2 separate regions of the Triticum aestivum genome follow, and region 1 is linked to region 2. A link is a contact called in public Hi-C data. All regions are on one chromosome and are shown on one strand. The core of a region is the stretch at or near the end of the contact, and the rest is flanking DNA. Distances in the headings are between cores, read along the strand shown.

Region 1 (5,234 bases), core at 1,960-4,459, 53 kb after region 2:
TCACGCTTCATCGGAAGGGCAATAGGGTTGATGTAGATGCCCTCTGTGATCAAATCTCACGGGAACAAAAGGTTGCGGCGGTGGAAAAGTGTTTTCGTGGATGATTCTGGTGGTTTGGGAATATATGTGAATATATAGGTGGAAGAACTAGGTCAGGGGGTCACGAAGGGCCCACAAGGTAGGCCCCCCAGGGCACGCCCTCCATCCTTGCCGCCGCCTCGTGGCTCTTCTGACTTGAAATTTAAATCTCCTGGGTGTCTTCTGGTCCAAGAAAAATCGTCGCGAAAATTTTATTCCGTTTGGCTTTCCTTTTCCACGAAGCTAAAAAACAAGGAAAAAATAGAAACTGTCACTGGGCTTTAGGTTAATAAGTTAGTCCCAAAAATTATATAAAATAGCATATTAATGCATATAAAATATCCAAAACAGATAATATAATAGCATAAAATAATCAAAAATTATAGATACATTGAAGACGTATTAGTCATGCTTATGATGAAGAATGGATCGTGAGTTTGCGCCCTGAAGAACTTGGATGGATGAACCTACCATTTTGACGATTTTATTGTTCTTTCAATCTTAAATATTATTTTCTGCCATACGAGTTGTTAATCAATGGCGGTGCCACGTATTCAAGCATGCGATGTCAAATAAACTTATGGTGGCAGTGCCACGTATAGGCAATGTTAATCAATGGCATTGGCGGAGCCACAGCAAGGCCAAAAGGGCCATGGCTCACTAAGGGTTAAAGCAAAAAATGTTTTACATGAAGTCCAGCCTATAATAATGTACTTGATTTTTAATATTTTTTTTGAAAAGGGGGGATTCCCCGGCCTCTGCATCAGATGGATGCATACGGCCATTTAGATAAATAAAATAGGTTCAACAATGTCGAAAAGTCGTAAAAGAAACTACGTCGAGCTCACAAAGACCTCGTCACAAAAAAAAAGCCATAGAGCCACAACCGGCTGGCAGAAAAATAGGTATGGAAACTAATTGCCTATCCTATTACATGACCGCCATCCAAACCGGTTGAATATATCCCGCGCTACCATCTCCCACTGGGCAGATCCAGTAACAAACGCTCCCCGGCCTCCGTCGGAGTGAGTAGGGACCACATACGGATCAACGCCGTAGCACGGAATACAACCTGCAAAAAATGAATAGTAGTTATTCTGTTAAAAACCAAATCATTTCTGCAGTTCCAAATTGCCCATAACAACGCACAAACTCCTACACGAATGTGTCTAGCTGTACCGGACTCTATCCCATCCAGCCACGTTCCAAATAACGACCCGACCGAACTCGGAGGAGTAATGTTAAAAGCAATTTGCACTGAGCGCCACAAAATTCTTGCCAACGGGCACTCAAAGAATAGATGCTTAATGGTTTCATCCCGATCACAGAAACTACACCTAGTAGATCCTGTCCAATTGCGCTTAACCAAGTTGTCCTTTGTTAGAATGACCTGTTTATGGACAAACCACATAAATACTTTGATTTTCAAAGGAACTTTGACTTTCCAAACATGTTTGGATTTAGGAATGACACTCGAGTTAATAACATCGATGTACATCGATTTAACGGTAAAATGTCCAGACCTAGTAAGCTTCCAACATAACTGATCGGGCTGATGTCGTAGCTGAACCTCCATCAGTCTACGCACCAGATGAAGCCAATCTTCCCATCTATTATCAACAAGCACCCTCCTAAACTGAATATTAAGGGGGGTGGCCTGCATAACCGTTGCCACAAGCGCATCACGTCTATGCACAATACGATACAGAGTTGGGTATTGTAGTGCCAAAGGAGTCTCACCAAGCCATGTGTCCTCCCAGAAGCGAGTATCGTTACCATCGCCGACTATGAACTTTGTTCTATTAAAGAAGGCTGTCTTAACTCTCATAAGCCCCTTCCAAAATGGCGAATCAGTTGGTCTCATTGTCACCTGTGACAAAGTTTTGGATTGCAAATACTTGTTACGAAGTATCTGTGCCCAAGTCGCATCAGTCCCGTCTGATAACTTATTTAGCCACTTACTAAGCAGGCATCTGTTCTTTACCTCAAGATTCTCGATACCCAACCCCCCCTGATCCTTGGGACGACAAATAATATCCCACTTTGCGAGTCTATACTTTCTTTTTAGATCATCACTCTGCCAAAAAAATCTTGACCGATAAAAGTCCAACCTTTTCCTAACCCCAACTGGAACCTCAAAGAAAGATAGTAGGAACATCGGCAAACTTGTAAGCACCGAATTAATAAGAATCAACCGGCCTCCATAAGACAGAAGTTTGCCCTTCCAGCAACTAAGTTTCTTTTCGAACCGGTCTTCGATACATTTCCACTCTATGTTCGTGAGCTTACGATGATGTATGGGTAGCACAAGTTTTACATGAAGTATGTGCAATAATGTACTCTAGCCCGCTAGCTTTTTCGCCGTAGCTCCGCGCTACTGATCCATGGCGGTGCCACATATTTAAACTTGTGATGTCAAATACCGCTCCATGTCAATTTATGAATTCTATGCTACCATTTGCATGGCTTCTATTTGTATTTAAGTGTTTTCCACGCAGCTTGAGTGTGTCTTTGCCACTGCAGTTAACTGGAGGAATGATCTTATGTGACTTCTGGTTTTATCTTGAGCTCTCCAGCTCATGTTCGTTCTTTTTATAAACTCAGTTGCCTGCTATAAAAAAATGGAAACAGAACATTACGTTGGCTCCTATGGTGCAAAGAGGGTCAGCACCAGGTTTCTATCGTCTAGTCTAGAAAGGAAAAGAAGATCATTTTCGTCACTAAAGAATCCCCTATACGGATCATTTTCGCCACGGAAAAAGGATCACGAAGAAAACGATGGATCTCTCGCTCTACTCCCTCGATGGACGCAGCAGACGGTGACACCTCGTTCTCATCGACAAAGCGTGCATTCCACGCAGGACAGGTTAGGCAGAAGACGGGTGTCTGTGTGGCGCCGAGGAAGAAAAATGGAAGGAAGGCAACGTGGTGGCGAAGTCCCAGGAGACTACGTAGCTCGAAGGAGGCGCGCATCCACTGATGAAACCCCCGAGGTCTCCCTGCTCGGACTCCCACCCCAAGTCGCCGCCTCCCGTGAACCCGATCCGATGAGCGGATGCACGCGGATCAGTGGGCCGGATCACATGACCGACGCGCTCCAGCTCGTGCCCCCGTCCTCCGGTCCGTGCGCGGCTGCTCCCAGCCAGGTCGTGCGCTCCTGGTTTCCTAGGTCCGTCGGTGCTCACGGTCACAGGTATCGTGCGCGTCAACCGGAGTCTTTTGACGTGGAGGGATAGATAAAAACCCAGCACGAAAAGCTTGGTTGGGTGGGTGCGTCGCACCGATCGAAAGCTTTGCTTCTCATCCTCGTGACTGCAGGTGGACTCCCGGACATAGGGGCGAGGCTAATTGCGGCGTCGCCGTTAAGCGTGACGTGACGTGACGACCGCCGGGGGAAATGGGCGCGCGGCGGGCGGAATGTTTCGTGTATCTTTTCGTTCAGGTCAATGGCGTGCCGTTCTTCCCTTGCGTGATCTTCGTGACTGCGTGTCCGGCCTCGGCCTCCGTCCCGTGAGCCCCGGGGCCGGAGTATCGCCCTGTTTGCCTTTGCGTGGTGGCTAGTCAAGTAGTAGTACATCACACCTCGTATCCGTGCAAGAGTGCAAGTGCAATTCTGGATCGATCGATCCCTGTGATTTCGGACGATCTTTCTCGGGACGTGCGGTGGGCGCATTCATAGCAGGCTCGGCTCACGTTGTCGGCGGCGAGGTAATTAAGCCCGCATTTACGCAGCGTAGTAGTACTACTTGGGAAAAGTTCATGATTAGAGCATCTACAACCGGACCTCCCAAACCCGTTTCATACGTCCGGACGAGCCGACCGATCACTGCCCGATCGTGATTTTTTTGACCTAGACGGGCCTCTCAAACGCCCGGGCTGACCGGCACCGCCATATTCAGTCCAAATATGGAACAGATATGGGACGCTCGGGTGCGTCCAGGCACGTCCGCCACGTTGGACCCGACAGCCCAACCTCACCCTAATTTGCATCAAATCCATCAGACCCTTCCTCCTCGTCTCGCCGTCCTCCAACCATTCCCGCGCCCGGACCCTCGCCGGCCTCCACCCTTATTCCCAATCCTCACCTCCGGTCCCGATCCACCGCCGGAGATGTTGTCCAGTCCGACCCACACCGCCGCGACGGAGACGCAGTCCGCCTCGTCCTTCGGCGGCATGATTTCGTCCGCGGTGACTTACAAGGCGGAGAACGTCGCCCGCAAGTTGCGGCGACGCCGGCAGCGAGAGAGGGAGGCGGCGGTGACGGCGCAGGGAGGTTCGGACGTGGAAGATGCGAGGATTATGTTGGCGGACGAGAACCTCTATGATGGGCATTCGAAGAAGTGGCTTGTGGACAAGAAGATGGAGATCAACGACGTAGGAAGTACGAGGCGGCGAGGGTGGCTGCAGCCCGGATGCAGGCGGAGCAGGCAGCCCGGATGCAGTCGGAGCAGGATGACCAGGACGCATTCCGCTCGAAGCACGCGCCCAACCAGTGATCCGAGGCCATCCGTCATGCTCGAACATTGATTTCGTTTTGCCATGTCCGGATTGTTGAACTATAATTTGCTTTGCTTTGTTTCAAACTTGGGCATTCTAATAGTTTATACATATGATCGACCTACATGGATTTAAGAATCGAAATTTATGATATATGGATGCGTGGCGTAATATTTGAAGGGTGTCCGGTCAGGCCGGATTTGCAAAGTCTGGCTGCAGACGCTCTTTACTGCACCTAGGTGCCTCAACCTGGTATGCAACCGTGACCACCCAAGGCGCGCAAGACGCACCGTCGTGAGCTGTGAAAGAATTTTCCCGCGGGACCACGAAAAGCAAAGTTATTCCCGTTCGTTCTTTACATCGTGGGTTGTATGTGGCGCAGGATGCAGATAAGCAGCTAGTGCAACTCTGAAGCCTCACAGTCCGATGGATCACACTCGGACCCTCTCCACCCACACAAACACCTACACTTTTGCAATGGACACAGGCCACTAGCCTCTCCTCTAACCTGTGCGCAGCCACCCTACGTACGTGCGCAGCCGGTGAGTCGGCGAACCCATCGCGTCACCTTGCTCGCGCCCGTCCGCGCCGCCCCCGAGCTGATTACGGCAACATCGCAGCAAGTTGACATGTCCGTTCACGTACGTACGTTCGGTTGT
Region 2 (5,556 bases), core at 1,419-3,918:
CTCGACAATTTCCTCTTAGTAGGACCTAAATAAAAGCATTGCACGTTTAGCTTGCAGAATGGTTCTGGAATAATATATGAGTAAGCAATTCAAGAACAGTTCCAAAGTATATAAGATCAACAGCTGAGCACATCATATGATAGGAGAAGTGTAAATAAATGCCAACAAACCATTTTATTATTCCAATCAAGTATCTTCACAAAGGGATAATTACCGTGCAACCCAGGCGCTTCAGACAGCCTTCAAAAAACATCAGTGTTTTTGTTGTTGGTCTCTTCTCTGCATGTCCTGATGCAAATGATTCCAGAACCTTTTCCACCTTGAACATGTCACATTGCCCTAGCCTTGCTGAAGCAATGTTATCAATTGACGAGGCAATCTGACCGCCTGTGCATTTTGATATTCTCTCCAAAAGTGTCCTCTTTACATTCAGAACTAATGAGATATCTTTCGCTAAGAGCTCCTGGGCATAAGATGAGACACTCTTCTCAACTATCAGCACATTAGGTTTCCTAGACTCAATCTTTCCAACAACAGTTCGTAGATATTCCTTCTCCTACAGATAGAACATTTGTCAGCAAGACTGCAAACAACTAAACATCATACTTAAATTTCAAAAACATGCACAGACACAAACCTGTTCGAGTATAGTTCCAATTGATGCTAACTTATTAGAAGCTTTCTGGTACTCGAGTGCACCTCCTAAAATGAGCAATTTGGCATTACTGTACTCAGAGACCATGCGTTTGTGTTTTACATTCTTGGAGCAAACAATTCCTCTTATAAAATTGCTGCAATCAACGGGTTATCAATCAGTTCCAAATTATGATCAGTAGAAGCATGCAATGCGTAGAAACAACGGAAGCGAGCACATACCTATCAGTTGGGTTCCCAGATGCTATGCACTTGATCTTCACATAATCACTAGGATCCATGCTGCCGCCTTTCTTGGTGTCAGGTTTCACAAAGTAAGCGGCTTGCCATGCTAACGAGGACACAATATCGAGCCAGATTTTGGAATCCTTCTCACTGGCCAACCCAACACCTTCCGCCTTCAGTAACTGTGCAACTAGAGCTTGAAAATGCCTAAATAGATCCTTCTGAACACTCTCTTGGTGGGACCCACAATTAATATTACTAACACCAGTTGCTCTATTAGTTTTAGCACTGAAACAACTTGGGGCAAAAATGTTGTTGGAGTCCCCAATTTCATCATCATCGTCATCGAATCCAAATAACCTCGATTCAGCATCATCAATCTCATCTTCAGGCGGTGGTGGGCACCAAATATTTCCACCAAAGTCGAAGATACAGGACGGCACATGGCTTGCTTTGCTGTTCTCGGCGATGCTAACACCAGCTAGATCATGAGCATCATCTGAGTCGATTGCTGCAATTGCACCATCATTCTGCCTCGCCGCACAAGTAGGACTCTCTGTGGGGCTTGGGGTCATCGATCTGTATGTTGAGTTACTAACACTAACACTAGAATCTGTATCTGAAAAGTCATTTAAGAAGTAAGTCCCTGGGGATAAAAACTGGACCCTGGGTTCATGAGCCTCCTCGTCATCCGCTTGCCTGCATCAAAAAATTATTCAGAACTCGTCAACAGTGGCCAGAGCTAGACAACCTACCTCTACTCAAGCCATCAGCGTCCATCAACCACTACTTCCAAAGAAAGAGGGGCGATTACTTAAAGCCATTCTAAGTCAATTGACCAGACATTTTGCACTTATTAGAAGGCAACGGAAGTAAATAATAACTGATTTACTAGTTCACCTCCATATCATTAGGAGTACTACTATAGTTTAGTGTTAGGAACCAATTAATTTTGCACTACAGATAGAGACAGAGATTTCCGTTACCTAATATCGCGGTCTGGAGGAGGGGAGCGCGGCGCCACGTCGCCTTTGCTCCTGGATCTCGCCTCGGGCGCCCGCAGCGGCGTCATGGGCGGCTCAGCAGGCGACGCCGGGCTGTTTGGCCGCCCGGGCGGGCCGCCGGCATGGCCCACCGATCGGCGGCGTCGCGTCTCTATGCGCGCGAGTGCGTCCCCATCGGTGCCGCCCTTGTGCATGTGGCGCTGCGGGTGGTCGGCGACGAGGGATCTGGTCTTCTCCGCTGCGCCCATCGCCGCGAAATCCAGCACACCCATCCCTACCAGGCCACCACGCTACGTTCAAACCAACCGACTAAAAAAACTGCCAAAAAAAATGGAGCAGGAAACAACGGGGCGCGCCGAACCTACGCGACGCGGACGCGCGGAAGATTCCTTCCTCCCAAAGCCACCGTCCACCTCCCCACCAACGCGCGCGGAACTAACTGGTGTGCCCAGGCCCTGGGGGGCGGGGGCGGGGGCGGTCGGAGATGGAGCGGGGCTCCGGCGAGGAGGCGATGGAGCGGGGCTCCGGCGAGGAGGAGATGGAGCGGGGCTCCGGCGAGGAGGCGGTGGGGCGGGGATTCAGCAGCCAATGCGGGAGAGGCGGGCGGCGGCCAGAGGATCGGGGCCGGAGAAGCGCGGCTTGGTTGCAGATTTGGGAGGTTTGGAGGGGTGGGAACGCGTGCGTTGGCGAGAGCTTGGAGGAGAGAGCAGGGGAAGGCTGGCGGGCGGCGGCGGCGAAGCGGTGGTGCTTATTATACGGATATGGAGATTGGGAGGGAGATTTGAGAGTGAATACTAGGAAAGTGACGCCGTAAAATGGGGACGCTAACGGCGAGGGGAGGCTGCGTGCGCTGTCGAAACCCCGTTTCCTTCCTCCTTTCGGTCTCGCCTTGTGTACGGTGGATATCTATATAGGAGTACCTATAAAGGATGGATGATTATTAATCCAAGGAAATATGGAATGGATGTGGATGTAATCTTATCTGTAGCACTTAATGATATCCATCTTTTATCTCTTCTCTTTTGGTGATTATTAACAGCCCCGGTTGTGAAAATTAATAACAGCCCGTGAACGTGCGGAACCAGGTCGTATGAGTTACGACTCGCTTCGCACCGCACGACTGTCCACGCAACGCGCGTGTTCTACACACGTGTAAATGGACGGTACTTAAAATGAAATGAAATGAAAAAATATATGTTTGCAGTTGTTGATAATGGGCCATTATCAATGGCATATAATGCCAGGTTTTAAGTATACTTATTTCACTAAGTTCAATTTTGAAGGAGAAAGCTTGGGAAAGATCAATGAAAATCTATCATAAAGATATGCCTTACAATTGATGACAATTATGAAAAAGTAACATAATTCTTGTAAAAAGGGATGTGGAGAGTAAATGATGATTGTTGACGGTAAGGAAAATACGTTAAAGATAAACATAACCTTATCTAGTTAATTTACCTGATTGGAAAAAACCTAAGTTCGGTTATATGAAGCTGAATGTGGACGCGGGTTTTGATTTTGATTCACTTGTGGGGACCGTGGGGGCTGTTACCCGAGACCACAATGGGAAGTCCATTGCCGCAGCAAATGAAAAGATGAAGATTTGCTATGATTCATTTACAGCAGAAGTCGTGGCAGTGAGATTTGGCTTGAATCTTGCACGTACTATGGGATGTAGCAAAATTGAGATCAATTCGAATAGCATGAAAGTTGTTGAAGCTCTGAATGATGGTAGTTCATCATCGGTGGCCAGTGCTATTTTTTATGACTGTTTTTTTATGTCTCTTGATTTCAATCATGTAACCTATGCTCATTGCAATAGGGAAAGTAATCAAGTAGCTCATGAACTGGCTAGGATAGCTAGATTTTCACCTCCTTCTGTTTGGATGGATTCAACACCGGATGAGGTGATTTCCATGCTTGTAAACGATGCAACTTTGATAGCGAGTGAATAAAGAGGTGATTTTGGTAAAAAAAACTGTAATTGTAAAAGCTTACATGATGTAAGGAAAGTGAATTGGATGGAATTTTTGTATCTATGTCTTAATAATGGGACATTATTAATGGCAGATTATGCATATTTTGATGTAAGAGTACTTTATTTGCTTATATATTTGTTATCAATGCACTTGATGCACATGCTTGACTTTAGATACTTGAGGAAGTATATATAATATAAGAATACTTCAATATTACAAGATAACATTAAATACTCAATCTATATGGGCACAATCCTTGAGATGCTACTTTGACCGTTGTTTAAAATTTATATACTTGTTATAAGATATTTAAATTCAAGAGAAAAAATATGGGTAGTCTGATGATGGTACAGTGTTTGCCTAGCATGTTAATTATTTGTCAAAGCTAGACAAGATTTGGTTGTAGTTTAATGTGAAAGCGTGCATTTTATAATGTAGATAGTAACACTATGTGTTGAGGTTTAAGAATAAACTTTCAACTAGGGGGTATTCTTAGTAGTGTGGTTAGTAAGCTTGGCGTGTACGACGACCTTATGTCGATGATCGTCGTACACTTGACAAAGTGACACGGAGATGTTCTTAAATTAGGTTCAACTGCCTCGAGGGAGCACGTCCTATGTCCTATGGGAGGGTCGTTGAGAGTAGTGCCCGGGGCATGGGACACTACAAGTGCTTCCTCCTCACGGGTTGCCACTGCACAGGATCTCACCCGGTTTGCTCATACTGTTGCTTCTTTTCATCATCAATAAGAAGGATAAAACATGCTCTTTCGTGGGTTCAATAACTTGTTCAAGATTTGCAAGTCCAACCAGGCACGTCACATCAAGGATGCAAACTGGAGCAAGAAGTTGCGCTGAGAGTAGAATGCAACGAAAGCCTGAACTCTAGAGAGCCTAGCCACCTGGACGTGAGGATGTTGACAATGTTGTCACGGACTACTCCAACGCCTACCTTGGCTATATCCCAAAGGATGAGGATGAGGATGCTGCCAGTGCCCCTCCTCGAGCTTAGGTCCTCCTGGTAGCATCACCTGTTTCCCTTTTTGGGGTCTCGATGCCAAAAGGGGAGAAGAACTCTATTAGCATTCGTGTGCTTGGATATTGCAAGCCCTCGTGTTAGCTTTCGTTCTTCTATGGGCTTGTAATAACTTTTATGTGTCGTTCCGTACTTTGGTAATTTGTTGCAAGCTACTCTATTTGCTTTTGTGTGAAACTATATGTTGGTTTTATGAGCTTTCCTTGGTTATATTATTGTGCTTGTCATTGCATTAGCATAGTCTTGCACGTATATCTTGCTCTCACAATACCTCTAGTTTGTGACCCATGGCACCATTGTTATTATGTTTTATTTTAGCACAAACTAGCTTGTGCAACATGCTCACCTCACTCTTTTTTTATCTTGTTGCATTTGGTTATTAATTTAGGGGGAGCCTTCTTCATTGTGTGATTTGGTTTCCTAGCATATTTTTATACATGCACACATCAAATGGGAGCTTCCTAGATTAATAGTGTTGCATGGCAATATAGTTTATCTTTCACCATAATTATTCTCATGTGCTAATTTTATTGTCATCAATTCATGAAAAGGGGGGTATCGAAAGTGAATTGTCACTCCTTTATGATTTTGGTGTTGATTACAACACGATTGGCGAAAACTAATGTTGGTTGTCAAGTTTATGTCAGGTCATTTGTTTA

Evidence for each region. A called contact is a pair of places that touch in the nucleus more often than the background predicts.
Region 1: a Hi-C map of leaf shows a contact between it and region 2, with 5 times the contacts expected there. The contact joins the enhancer-like site here to the promoter of LOC123121479 in region 2. A contact is called at or near these places in 4 of 5 Hi-C or Micro-C datasets (leaf and an unstated tissue).

What each region holds. Positions count from the first base shown.
Region 1 is chr5D:323,342,057-323,347,290 of IWGSC CS RefSeq v2.1, forward strand. No RefSeq gene overlaps it. Among protein-coding and RNA genes, the nearest start is that of LOC123124775, 17 kb to the right of the region's middle. Within about 2 kb of position 3,210, at least 3 of the 8 cell types and tissues checked have an H3K27ac peak or open chromatin away from gene starts, as enhancers often do. A contact at or near this core is called in leaf, where this site is marked.
Region 2 is chr5D:323,289,757-323,295,312 of IWGSC CS RefSeq v2.1, forward strand. LOC123121479 (putative 1-phosphatidylinositol-3-phosphate 5-kinase FAB1C) reads right to left here and starts at 2,669. Exons shown (of 12, transcript XM_044541477.1): 1 at 2,249-2,669; 2 at 1,866-2,173; 3 at 877-1,578; 4 at 638-791; 5 at 215-556; 6 at 1-25. The coding sequence starts at 2,155.